Regions from separate parts of the Sus scrofa genome. Here all the other regions are linked to region 1. A link is a contact called in public promoter capture Hi-C data. All regions are on one chromosome and are shown on one strand. Each heading gives the region's core, a stretch centred on a gene start, on an enhancer-like site or on the middle of the called end of the contact. The rest is flanking DNA. Distances are from core to core; before and after follow the strand shown.

Region 1 (4,726 bases), core at 1,518-4,017:
TGCCCTTTTTTTTTTTGGCAGCCCAGTGTCATATGTAAGTTCCCAGGCCAGGGATGGAATCATAGCCACAGGTGCAACAATGCTGGATCCTTAACCCACTGCACAGGCGGGTGATCGAACCTGTTGCTCTGAAGCAGCCGGAGCTGCTGCAAAGACAACCTTGATCCTGCTGCGCCACAGTGGAAACTCCCAACTTTGAGCAAGTTTTTTGCTTTTTTGGTTTTTTTTTTGCTTTTTGCTTTTATAGGGCTGCACGTGCGGCATATGGAAGTTCCAGGCCAGGGGTCCAATTGGAGCTGTAGCTGCTGGCCTACACCAGAGCCACAGCAACGCAGGATCCAAGCAGCATCTTCGACCTACACCACAGCTTCTGGCAACGCAGGATCCCTAACCCACTGAGCGAGGCCAGGGATCAAACCCACAAGCCCACGTCCTCATGGATACTAATCAGGTTCATTACCACTAATCCACAGTGGGGGCTCCCTAAGCAAGATTTTAAACTCATCTATGGCTCAGTTTCTTCATCTGTAAAACAAGACAGTAACACGCACCTACAGCCAACTAATCTATGACAAAGGAGGCAAGGATAGACAATGGAGAAAGGACAGCTTGTTCAATAAGTGGTGCTGGGAAAACTGGACAGCCGCATGGAAAAGAATGAAATGAGAACACTCCCCTGACACCATACACAAAAATAAACTCCAAATGGATTAAAGACCTAGATATAAGACCAGACACTATAAAACTCTTAGAGGAAAACATAGGCCAAACACTCTCTGACGTAAAAGACAGCAACATCTTCTCAGATCCACCTCTTAGAGTATTGACAATAAAAACAAAAATAAACAAATGGGGCCCAATCAAACTTAAAAGTTTCTGCACAGCAAAGGAAACCCTAAACAAAATGAAAAGACAACCCACAGAATGGGAGAAAATCTTTGCAAGTGAATCAACTGACAAGGAATTGATCTCCAAAATTTACAAACAACTTCTGCAGCTCCATACCAAAAAACAAACAACCCCATCCAAAAATGGGCAGAAGATCTAAACAGACAGTTCTTCAGAGAAGACATACAGATGGCCGAGAAACACATGCAAAGATGTTCAACATCACTCATTATTAGAGAAATGCAAATCAAAACCACTCTGAGGTACCACCTTACACCAGCCAGAATGGCCATCCTCAAAACGTCTACAAACAATAAGTGCTGGAGAGGGTGTGGAGAAAAAGGAACCCTAGTACACTGTTGGTGGGATTGTAAATTGGTGCAACCACGGTGGAAAGCAGTATGGAGATTCCTCAGAAAACTAAACATGGAACTACCATTTGATCCAGCAATCTCACTCCTGGGCATCTATCCAGAGAAAACCACGACTCCCAAAGACACATGGACTCCGATGTTCATTGCAGCACCATTTACAATAGCCAAGACATGGAAACAACCTAAATGTCCATCGACAGAGGAGTGGATCAAGATGTGGTACATATACACAATGGAATATGACTCAGCCATTAAAAAGAATGAAATACCGGCATTTTTAGCAACATAGATGGACCTAGAAACTATCATGCTAAGTGAAGTCAGCCATACAATGAGACACCAACATCAAATGCTTTCACTGACATGTGGAATCTGAAAAAAGGACAGACTGAACTTCTTTGCAGAACAGATGCTGACGCACAGACATTGAAAAACGTATGGTCTCTGGAGGAGACAGTTTGGGGGGTGGGGGGATGTGCTTGGGCTGTGGGATGGAAATCCTGTGAAATCAGATTGTTATGATCATTATACAACTACAGATGTGATAAATTCATTTGAGTAATAAAAAAAAAGTAAAAAAAAAACCAAAAACACAAGGCAGTAACAGACCCACCTCACCGCATTGAGGAGATTAAATAATTCATCAGCATAAAGTGTTTCCAGCTGTGCCTGGCACCAAGCAAGGCTGCAACATGTGTTTGACATTCTACTAAATAGGTTTGTTTCTCCACGGGGCCTGACAAACAGTAAGAGACTCAAATATCCGTGGTACCCGCTATAATCACTAACCAGAATTCAGTCTACAAGAAGAGAGCAGAGAGCAAGATTCTGAATGTCCTAAAAGCCTTCCCAACCCTAAAAAGAGTACTGACTTCCACGGCTGGAGGGAAAGGAAACAACCCCTTCTTTCCCTTTTCGGTGATCTCAGCACATCTTATGCCAACAATTCACACCCAGCTGCAGCCTGTCTGAAACTCTTGCCTCTCTGAGGGATCTCCCCGCACCCAAACAACATGTCACACACGGGCTCTTTCCCCAAAGACGCATCCAGCTCCCTTTCTTTTGTCCTTACAGTTGGAGTAGTAGCTATTTTTCGCTCGCTTACTCATGTAATCTTCTCAGATGGGTCACTGTCCCCACTTCACAGACAAAACTAAAGCTCCCTGAGGAAAAAGGCGCTAGGCTCAAAAGTGCACCGGAACTGGGTCTCAACCCCGGTCTATTGATCCGCGCCGAGAGCAGGAAACAGTGAGAAGGCACCAGCCTGAGACTTCCACACTCCCACTTTCCCCTCCCCGCTGCCGCGCCATTCCGGCGTCTCCCGGACTACTCGCGGGGCCCGGACCCGACTGGGACGCGTCGCCCCACAAAGCTCCAGACTCTGGCACCCCGCCCTGCCCAGGCTCGAGTACCCGAGGTCGCCGCCGCCATCTCGCGTCGCCTCCGCGCCGGGAGCCCCGCGTCCATTCCACTCCCTCCTTGGGCCCGCCTCTCTGTTCGAATTTCTCACTGCCCCGCCCCCTCTCCTGGGCTCCACCAATCACGGCTACTTGCCGCCGGAAGCCCCTTCTAGTGCCTCGCCGCTATCCCGCCCTCTAGGGCTCGCCTCCGGGTTCTGCAAGAAAGTTTCCCTGGGCCGAGAACGCATGCGCGCGCATCCGCTCCCCGGCCGTTGACGTCGGGCAGGCCCTCCCGCGCAAACTCCGCTGCCGCCGGAGGCGTTTGCGACAGTGGCCGTCGGGGGTGCTGGTGAGCGTCGCCAGCCCCCGGCTCTTTTTACCTTCTGGGTTTCGAGGCGTAGATTTATCTTAGGTGTAGACATTTCGCCTCGGTTTTTTTGTTTTTTGTTTTTTGTTTTTTTCCCCTCTCAAACTGCGACTTTTGGTACGAAATCAAGCAGACGGTGTTCCGAGATAGTTAATCGATTTATCCGAAAATTTCTCTGAACTAAATACAGTTTTCGCTGTTTTCGTGGCAGAATATGGCACACTATAGGGATAAGAAAGATGCATGGGCATGGGATTATTCTAAACGACTGGTAGTGATCTTCAGTTTTACACTTTCTTGCCTCAGAATTTGATTCTCGAGCTTGGTGGGAGGGGATCCTTTTGTGGCTTTCCGGACTTGACCTCGGGGGGCCAGTCAACGGTGCTTTAACGTCTGGTCACTTATTTAGATCAGGACCCTGCTGGCTGGGTTGTGGACAGTTAGGTCCTGCTGATTCCAAAGCCACTATATGAGGTGCAGAGGCCAGGTGACATGTGTGTCCCTTTATGTCACATGCCTGAGCTGAGGATCCCAGCTGGGATGTCCCTTCCTTTGTAACAGAGCTCTAGGCGGCGGAGTGGGCGTGAAAGTCATGCTCAATCTGTTAGTCAACTTCGCCCATGTCCTACGAGTTCAGTCATCTGTAAAATAGTTCCCTATCCCTTCTGGAGCTTAACCAGGCGTGACCATCCCATCTTTGAGCTCCTGGTAAGGCCCTGGTTTAGACATTATGTCAAACTATAATAAACTAAACAAAACAAATATTGGACCACTGGTTCTAATATTTTGGGGAGGGCCTTGAAATCCCTTTACATTCTTAAAAATTGAGACCCCAAATATCTTCTGATTTTTATCAATCCACATTTACTGTGTTAGAAATAAATACAAGTTGAAAATATTTATTAATGCATTGCTCTGGTCACAGCAGTAACAATGTGGGATCCTTAACCCACTGTGGCACAAAGGAAGTCCAGAATTCAGATTTCTAGGTGTGACAGGCTTTAGAGAGCATTTGACCAAATTAAGCTTATTTTACAAAGGGGTAATTGAGGAGTTCTTGTGGCGCAGTGGTTAGCGAATCCAACTAGGAACCATGAGGTTGCCGGTTCGGTCCCTGGCCTTGCTCAGTGGGTTAAGGATCCAGCGTTGCCGTGAGCTGTGGTGTAGGTTGCAGACTCAGCTCGGATCCCATGTTGCTGTGGCTCTGGCGTAGGCTGGCGGCTAGAGTGCCGATTCGACCCCTAGCCTGGGAACCTCCATATGCCGTGGGAGCGGCAAAGGCAAAAAAAAAAAGGGGGGGGTGGGATAATTGAAATCTAAAGAGGTTAAGAGATTTGGCTGAGGTCATATACCTGAGCAGAGCTAGAACTTCAGTTTCCTAAGTCCCTGTGCAGTACACTGTCAACTCATTCTGACCTTTGACAGTGAGGTTCCCACTATTACTCAGTAATCCATTTACCTGACTGGTCAGCAAACTCCTTTACTCCCTGTCATTATCCAGAATCCCCACCTCAGCCCTCTTAGGTTTAATCAGGTGCAACAGGTAGTTCATGTGTCTCTTGGGCTAAACTATAGTATAGTATTTCATTAAACTGATCTAGGTATTGCTGTGAAGATATTTTGTAGACCTGGTGACTGTCTACAGGCCTTTGACTTTAAATAAGTGACATTATCCTGGATATTCCTTATCTAGTCAA
Region 2 (4,357 bases), core at 981-3,480, 180 kb before region 1:
GCACATGTCATAATCTTCACATTGTTTCATTAAATTCTGCTTTAAAAGTACCTAAGTATGTGGGGCTGGTCAGGATGTAAAATCTATTACTGACTGTAAACAAGGAGAACACAGCTTTATGTGCTTCAGCCCTTCCACTTTCAAACCACCTGCTACCTTCTTACCTCAGGGAATCTGCACTTGTGATTCCCTCCCCTGGAAAACCTCTCACTCGTCCCTGCACAAGACAGGTCTCTTCTTCTCACCTAGGTCCCAGGTCAAACAATCCTCGCTAAAAAGAGTCTTTCTTAAACCCTTTATTGATTTGCAGCCTGCCATGTGCTTGTGCGTGGTATGTATGCTAAGAATGGCTTTTCAGTTTTTCAAATGGTTGAGGAAAAAAAATCCAAGGAAAAATATTTCATGATGTGTGTGAACGTTATGAAATTCAAAGTTCAGTATTCATAAATAATGCTGTTTTGTCTTTTTAAGGCTGAACCTGCAGCATATGGAGGTTCCCTGGCTAGGGGTCGAATTGGAGCTGCAGCTGCCAGCCTACACCAGAGTCACAGCCACAGCCACGGAGGACCTGAGAGGAACTCCCATAAATAATGTTCTTAAAACAAAACCAGGAGTTCCATTGTGGCTCAGTGGAAATGAACCTGATTAGCATCCATGAGGACACAGGTTCCATCCCTGGCCTCACTCAGTGGGTTAAGTATCTGGCGTTGCCGTGAGCTGTGGTGTAGGCCGGCAACTGCAGCTTTTATTCAGCTGAGACGCTGAAACAAAAGGTATATGTTCTGCAAAGTCTACTTGGCTCTTTTCCCGCTCTCTTTCCCCTTTTTCGCCGCACCTGAAGCATATGGAGGCCACACCTGAGGATCTCAGGCCAGGGATCAAATCCAAGCTGCACCTTCGACCTACACCACTGCTTTAACTGCTGCAGTGACGCGGCCGGATCTTTAACCCACTGTGCCACAGCAGGAATGCCTACTTAGCTCTTTACAGAGAACGTTTATCAACCCCTGCTTTATTCCAATCACTACCATATCACCCTGATTTTATGCCTTTCGAATCTAAAACTCTAGTTTATTTCTTTGCTCTCTTATTACACCTAATTACAATACAAATTCCCAGAAGCTTTGTGCATCTCAGTCACCACTGCATTCCCTGTGCAGAGCACAGTGCCTGAAACGAAGTAGATATCCAGTAATACTTGAGTTAACAAACAGGGGAGGTGGAGGGCAAGCAACCAGGCTTAGGAACCACCAGAGGTGTACTGGCCTCCAGTCTAAAAGGAGGGCCCAGTGAGCTGGCTGGAGCGCCAGGAGCATGTCCTCCACCAATTTTCCATGACCCTGCTCACCAGAAGAGTCTTCATCCACGTTCTCGTACTGCAGAAGTCGGTCTAGGAGGAAACTGAGGAAAGAGGCGGGGGGAACAATGAGTGTTTATTCCCATCTCTGCAACGTTCTCTTGAGCCCCCGTCCCTTCGAACTGGCCCCGTCCTCACAACAGTCCCCAGGCAGGCATCATGCATTTGTGGCCCATTCCAGGGTGGGGGCCGAATGTAGATCTACTCTGGTCTCCCTCCTCCCCTCGGAGCCTGTCTCACCTCTTGTCCCGGGACACCTTCAACAATTTTCTCTGTGCCTTCCTCAGTTCCTCCTGGAAGCACTCGTGTTCCTGTATCAAGGGCAAGGTGGATGCTGAGCCACCTGCCATCCGTAAATGGGGCTCGGAAGCCGGCCACAGAGTACCCTGCTCCCTTTACACAGAACTAAACGGACGTCCTACCAGCGCCAGGCCTCACCCCCCTCCACCTTCCCACTCCACCCAGCACTCACGTAGATGAGGAATTTGAGCTTCCGCTTCAGGTTCCGGTATTTCTTCTTGTAGTCCACTTCGCCATCCGCCGGCCCGTTCATGACTGGGTCCGGGAGTGGCGCCCCAAACCTAGTCCGGGGTCCCGCTACCCGAAAGCCGCCTCGGCCCGGCCTCTTCCGCTTCCACTTCCGGAGACTCGGCTAGGCTGTGTTCGCTGGGACTACAACTCCCAGAGTCCACCGCGCCCAGAGATCTTGACCACAGGGGGTGGCTCCGAGGGACCACCGTGAAAGGAGCGTTGTTTCCAGGGGATACGCGGAAGATGGCGCCGCCGCGACGTGAAGACGTCACAGAGATGTCGGCTGCCGAAGGGCTTCCTTACTGACTTGGAATGTGCTTAGCGATTTGAAGCCACAAGACGAATTTCTCCCTGGAATTCCTAGTCTCTAGGTGGGGACGCCCTTTTCTTTCTGTCTTTCGAAAATCACAGAGGCCTAACTGCTGCCCGTGATCACGAACGGAGGCAGCGTCGCAGGTTGATTGCGTTACCCAAAGGTTGCGGGCTGCGAATCGGTTTCTAAGGAAAACTTTCGAAGCGCTTCGTTCTTAAAAAAAAAAAAAAAAAAAAGAGGAAGGAGCTGCGAGACACCCCCCCCCCAAACACACACACTGCCCGGGGAGAGCAAGTTTTGTCTGGTAAAGTTCTCGGTCTAAGCGGCCCGCAACGGACCTTCAACGGTCGCTAGCCTCACGGCTCTACGACTCTGCGCGTGCGCAAGCTCCTGTCAAACGCGTGGACGGAGGCCGGGAAGAAAAAAGGCGGGAGCCACCAGTATTCTGGGTGGAGCAAAATGGCGCGGGAGAATGAGATGCAGGAGTTCACCCGTAGCTTCTTCCGAGGCCGCCCGGACCTCAGGTGCACCGGAGGTTGGCGTTGGGGTTGGAAAGGGCAGGGGCGGGACGGGGACTCTGTCCTGACACGTGTTTCTGCAGCACGCTTACGCACTCCATCGTGCGGCAGAGGTTCTTGGCTCACGCCGGCCGCGACCACCTGGAACCTGAGGAGAAGCAGGCGCTGAAGAGGCTAGTGGAGGAGGAGCTGCTGAAGATGCAGGTGAGGGCGCCAGCCGGGGTCACCAGAGGCGGGGGTTGTGGAGGCGGCGGCGGAGGAGCCTGAGGGGGGCGGGGCCGAAAACAACCTTGGTTCATGTTTTGCCCTCTTGATGCTCCACACAGGTGGATGAAACGGGTGCCAAGGAAGAGAGGCTCGACCTTGCCAAGAAGGCGAAGAGGTCTCCCACCCTCTGCCATGACCGAGAGAGGAAAAGGTTCCGTTTCAATTCAGAGTCAGGTTAGTGCTTTCTACATAGGTGGTCCATTCAAAACGTATTTACTTGTTGCGCGTGAGCTATGCCCCAAGGCCTTAGATGAGGGCGCTGGATGGGTGCGTCAGGCACTAGGAAAAGGGTAGACTGAGCGCTGTCTCCTACTGCCCTTCCGTCTGTCAGAGCAGGATTAGAGGCAGTTTATCCCAAGTGGAGGAAGAAAGTGACAGGAGAAACCTCTCCCAACCTTCTCTTCTCTCCACATTCCAGAGCCCAGCTCTGCAGCCTCCAGCCCAGACTGCTTCAGCCCCCCAGCAAAGAATGAGACGGCAGAAGTCAGTCCCGCTGAGGATGAAAGGCCAAAGCGTGCCTCGAAGAATGCAGTTGAGGAGAGCAGTGATGAGGAAGAACAGCAGAGAGACCTGACTGCAACGATCAGATTAGCAAACGAGGTGGTGAAGGAGAGCAGTGAGGAGGAGGAAGAGGGCTCTGCCAGGAGGAGGAAGATCTGGAAAGGAGAGAGCAGTGAGGGAGAGGAGGAGGGAAAGGAAGAGAAAGAGAACAAAGATGAGGAAGACGAAAAGGCACCCAAGGGCAGGACTAGGAAGAAGCCCGGGGCAAAGAACAAGCAGGCCTCAGGCAGGGCCTCAGCCAGCCGGAAGCTGGCCAGGGAGGCGAGTGAGGACAGTGAGGATGAACCTGCCGAGAGGATAGGAAAGAAGGTGGGAGGAAAGGAAGGAGCTAGAAGCCACCAGGAAAGTGAAAAGCAGAGTGAGGAGGAGACCCTAGCCAAGCAGAAAGAGAACAGAGAGGAGTGGAAACTCAGAGCCCAGAGCAACGGAGGGAAAAGGTCAGCTCGGGAGGAGCAAAGCTGTAAGCAGAAAAGCAGGGCAGAAGACTGCTGGGAGACCAGGAACAGAAGGAAAAAGCAGCCACAGGCAGTGGGGATACCAGTGATGAAGATGAAAAGCCCCTAGCGCAGAGCAGGGACAGGACCGAGCAGAAGGGTGGGGAAAGGCAGAGTGGCAGCAGTGAGGCGGAGGAGGAGGACGACAGCTGGAGAAAGGTGACACCAACTACTGGTAAGACAGCCACGGTGGGCAGTATCAATGGTGAGGCAAGTGACTCAGAGAAGGAGGTGAGTGACATCGAGGCAGAGGGGAGCCCCAAGAGGGAGAGGAAGAACCGCTCTTCCAAGAAGAGCTCCAAGAAAGGCAGGACAC
Region 3 (4,365 bases), core at 1,276-3,775, 240 kb before region 1:
GGTTGCAGATGCGGCTCGGATCCCCAGTTGCTGTGGCTGTGATGTAGGCCGGCAGCTGTAGCTCTGATTGGACCCCTAGCCTGGGAACCTCCATATGCCATGGGTACGGACCTAAAAAAACAACGACAAAAAAAACCCAAACAAACAAACAGAGAGAGATTGAGGGATGACTAAAAACATCTTGGGGCTGGTCTGGTCAAGGAAATATTTTTGAGCTGGCAAAACATGAAGAGCCACAGAACAGCGTTTAAAAGGGAGCCTTGCCTGTTCACCAAACCCATGCAGGCCCTGTGTGGCTGTGACAGGTCTGTGTGGGGCAAAGCCAAGCAAAGAGCCCAACGGCCAGCCAGCTCTGCCACCTTCTTGCGGGGAAGCCTTGGTCAAGTCCCCAGGCTTCAAGACGTCACAGCTTCCTGCTCTGTAAAATGGGGCAAATATTTCCAACCTCACAGCATTGCTGTGGGAAGGAAGTGGATATAAAGTTCTTTCAGGTGCTAACAGTGGCCTATTGGTCACAAATGTGGGGGTAATTCTGCTGGCTCTGTTTCTGCAATTCTCCAGCGTGGTGGAAACCACAAATAGTTCCTCAGGAGGCAGGTAATGGGTCTTGTCGTCTTGTCACCACTGCCCACACAACCCAGAGCTCCACTTTTTTTTTTTTTTTTTTTTTTGGCCATGCCTTTGGCAGGTAGAAGTTTCTGGGTCAGGGATTGAACCAGTGCCACAGCTGTAACCTGAGCTGCAGCAGTGACAATGCTGGATCCCGCTGAGCCCCCAGGGAACACCTTCCACTCCTATTCTCAGCCTGCTTGGAATGCCCTTCCTACTAGGCCTGCCCACTCAGCTGCCCAAATTATCCATCTTTCCAGGCCAACTTCTCTTTCAAGCCTTCACTAAGGACTTCAGTCCACATCAGCACTGCCCTCTTCCTACAAAGGAAGAACAGTAACACCCAACAAACATCGAGCACTTACAGTTTACCAAAGCCTATGCTAAGCGCATCCCTTACTCTTCACAGCCACCTCATTAAGTTCTAGAATCCCCACTTTAAATAGGAAGAACCCGAGTCTCACAGACCTCAAGATCACCAACACAGCTAGGAAGTGGCAGAGCTGATTCCAACCTAGAGCCACATTCCAAAGCCTGGCTCTTAACCACTACATCATCCTACTTCCCACAGAACTCTAAGCTAGGCTTCCCTTCAGATCTTGCTTAATTCTACTCTGGCTTATCTGCTTCTATTTCATAGGCTCCCACAAGGAGTATGAGTGTGATCCAACTCCACTTTCTTGCATGATGGCCTGAAAATGGACAGGACATGGAGAACTCGCTTCAGGCTTTACCCCTTACTCCTGAATGTAAGCATCCTCACCTGTGAGATGAAGACAATTCCACACACCTTTTTGGGTTGTTACTGGGATTAAAACAATACTGTAGGAGTTCCCGTTGTGGCACAGCGGAAACAAATTCGACTAGGAGCCAAGATGTTGTGGGTTTGATCCCTGGACTCACTCAGTGGGTTAAGGATCCCTCATTGCTATTGCTGTGGCTGGTGGCGTAGGCCAGCAGCTGAAGCTCTGATTCAGCCCCTAGCCTGGGAACCTCTAAGTGCCACAGGTGCGGCCCTAAAAAGCCAAAAAAAAAAAAAGAATACTGTAAACCAAATCTTCTTGCTGACATTCCCTTTTATCATCTTATTCTTCAAGGCCTAACCCAAAGTTCAGTTCCTCCAAGAAACGTTCTCTGTTCCCCCCCAGACAGACAAGGTTGTTTCCCTAAGCTTCCTAAGTACTTTCTGTAATTCCAACTCCACTGAAAACACATCATCTAATACTTCAGATATTTGAATCCAGGTCTGTCTTCCCCCAACAGGCCCGGCTGCTCCTCGAGGGAAGTGGCCCTATTCGCTCCTCTCTGGGAAAGCTTCCAGGATGAGCCAGGCCCAAAGTTCTCAGCTGGATTTGCCCCAAGCTTCCGGCCTCTGATCAGTGGCTGAAGCCTCTCTTCCCGGGCTCACCTGGCCTTTGCGCACAGGGCCTTGACTTCGCTCTCCTTGATGAGCTCGCAGCGCCGCAGCTGCTCGATCTGCCGGTCCAGATCGCTGATCTCCGCCATGGCCCACCCGCCCCGGAGCGGGTCAGAGCCGGGGCCGTAGCCCCCTCCGCACCGCACAGGGGTCTCCTGGGAAAGGCCAAGGAGAAGCCGCGGATCAGTGTCCTTAAGGGGCGCCGGGTCGGGGGGGGCAACTCGGTTCTGGAGCTGGCCCGGCCCCCCCAACTCCCGCCTCCCCTCACATAGGCCCCGGGGCCCCCAGCGTCCCACAGCCCGGGCCGCCCTCCGCTAACTCCCGTCGAACCCTGAGGTCCCGCGCCAGGGACGGTGGCCTAGAAGGGTCTCCGACTATTACCGACGCAGCGACTCCGGCTCCGGTTTTCGTGCTCCCTGTCTTCCTCTTTCCCTCCGCTTTGGGCCGCCGCCACCTCCGCTTCTACTTCCGGCCCCGCCGCGGAAGCAGAGGAACACCAGTTCCGCCGCGCGCCGGATGTGGCGTCATACACACGCCCCCCTCCCAAGCCGCGCCCTTACCCCACCCCCTCAAGCCTAGGAATGCAAATGAGCCGGAAGAACCGGATGTCTGCAATGTGCGAGCGGAAGTGATTGTGGGCTGAGCGGATTGGCGCTGTGAGGGCGGTGACGGACTCCACATCCGCTCCACATTACCGTGTCAGTGAAGGAAACTGGAACTGAGTCGGCGTTCCGCGTTGTAACTTCAGCGTACACGTTTCTGTTTACCTGTTTTAGTCGGCCTCCCCCATTACAGTCCCTGAGAGATGGAATTTTGTCCTGTTCACACTTGCAGCCCCAGTTCTCACTTAGAACATGGCCTGGCACAGTTGGCATACAGAACTCTTTGTTGGATGGGCGAAAGACTCCCAGTCCAAATCTCTTTCCAAGGCCCAAGAGACATCTCTCCGATGGAGGACCTCTGAAGTTAGAGTCAGAAAGGAGTCCACCTTCCCCACAACAAGCTTATACCTCAGTCAACCTGACTTCCCTGGTTCCAGAAAGGTCTCTTTGACACCCCTCACCCCTGCTCTTGTCTGCAGTTTTATTCCTTTAAAAAGAAGGAGGAAACTGGTGTTCCGGTTGTGGCTCAGGGGTACGGAACCCGACTAGTATGCATGAGGTGAAGGGTTCCATCCCTGGCCTCGCTCAGTGGGTTAAGGATCTCTCTTGCTGTGAGCTGTGATGCAGGTTGCTAGATTGCAGACGCAGCTCAGATCTTGTGTGGCTGTGGCTGTGGCAGGCAGATTCAGTCCCTAGCCTAGGAACTTCCATATGCTGTGGGTGCAGCCCTCAAAAAAACAACAACAAAAAAAGGAAACTGGCTAAAAGAGATTAACTTCCACAGTTACATAGCTAATAATTCTGGGCTTGGGTCAAGGTTGATGTTTTAACCTAGGAAAGCTGTGTCCTCAAGGTCTGGTCTCTTCTGTCACACTTTCTGATGCTCACTTTGTCATTATAAACTTTATAAAACACTCCAAACTGACATTTAAAGTCCTCTGCTTCTTTAGTCTCTTGCTGCAGGCAGAGGAAGCGATTTGTCTTGAAACAAACCTCTTGGTGTCAGAGCCCTTTTGGAATGTCTTTTATTGTCTTCTATGGGCCCTCTCTTTTTCTTTTCTTTTTTTTCCTAGTCTTTTTGCCTTTTTTAGGGCCGCTCCTGTGGCATATGGAGATTCCCAGGCTAGGCGTCTAACTGGAGCTGTAGCCACCGGCCACGCCAGAACCACAGCAATGCAGGATCGGAGCTGCGTCTGCGACCTACACCACAGCTCATGGCAACGCCGGATCCTCAACCCACTGAGCAAGGCCAGGGATGGAACCCACAACCCCATGGTTCCCAGTCGGATTCTTTAACCACTGTGCCATAATGGAACTCCTAGAGCCTCTATTTCTGTTTGCTTCAGACTTTGTTTCACGGAATTGAGTGAGGCTAGGTGCAGAAGTGAGACCATAGTTTGGAGAGGCACTAGGTAAAAATTTGGTTCTGGATGTAGGCAACAAATGGGAATGTACAGAGAGAAGGAAAAACCAAGTTCTTAAACTCCTAGAAGTTTCCAGGTTTCTATGCAGATGACTATAGGGATTCAGTAGGTACAGAAATCATGTTGTTTTTCCTCTCTCTCCAGCGGATCTCAGCAGGAAAGGGTCCATTTTAGGAGATTTGGGAGGTGGCAGGACTAGGTAGGCCCCTGGTTATGACAAGGATCTTTAATATTCCCCCAGCCTGGGGAAATGGGAAGGGTTCAACTCATGGCACAGGGCCCTCATTCTGACTTCATGGAATGCAGGAGCCAC

Evidence for each region. Promoter capture Hi-C pulls out the DNA fragments that hold promoters and counts their contacts.
Region 2: a promoter capture Hi-C map of fetal skeletal muscle shows a contact between it and region 1, with 5 times the contacts expected there. The contact joins the promoter of HIRIP3 here to the promoter of KIF22 in region 1. A contact is called at or near these places in 1 of 5 promoter capture datasets (fetal skeletal muscle) and 2 of 2 datasets of contacts at active chromatin or transcription factors (alveolar macrophages and skeletal muscle).
Region 3: a promoter capture Hi-C map of fetal liver shows a contact between it and region 1, with 2.4 times the contacts expected there. The contact joins the promoter of PPP4C here to the promoter of KIF22 in region 1. A contact is called at or near these places in 2 of 5 promoter capture datasets (fetal liver and liver) and 1 of 2 datasets of contacts at active chromatin or transcription factors (alveolar macrophages).

The regions. Positions count from the first base shown.
Region 1 is chr3:18,021,145-18,025,870 of Sscrofa11.1, reverse strand. It overlaps KIF22 (kinesin family member 22), which reads right to left and starts at 2,767. Exons shown (of 14, transcript NM_001243019.1): 1 at 2,675-2,767. The coding sequence starts at 2,729.
Region 2 is chr3:18,199,780-18,204,136 of Sscrofa11.1, reverse strand. HIRIP3 (HIRA-interacting protein 3) reads left to right here and starts at 2,230. Exons shown (of 8, transcript XM_021087988.1): 1 at 2,230-2,725; 2 at 2,803-2,923; 3 at 3,046-3,160; 4 at 3,405-4,025; 5 at 4,028-4,357. The coding sequence starts at 2,661. It overlaps INO80E (INO80 complex subunit E), which reads right to left and starts at 2,045. Exons shown (of 6, transcript XM_021088007.1): 1 at 1,830-2,045; 2 at 1,598-1,668; 3 at 1,349-1,401. The coding sequence starts at 1,910.
Region 3 is chr3:18,260,977-18,265,341 of Sscrofa11.1, reverse strand. It overlaps PPP4C (serine/threonine-protein phosphatase 4 catalytic subunit), which reads right to left and starts at 2,525. Exons shown (of 9, transcript XM_021088021.1): 1 at 2,408-2,525; 2 at 2,018-2,181. The coding sequence starts at 2,115.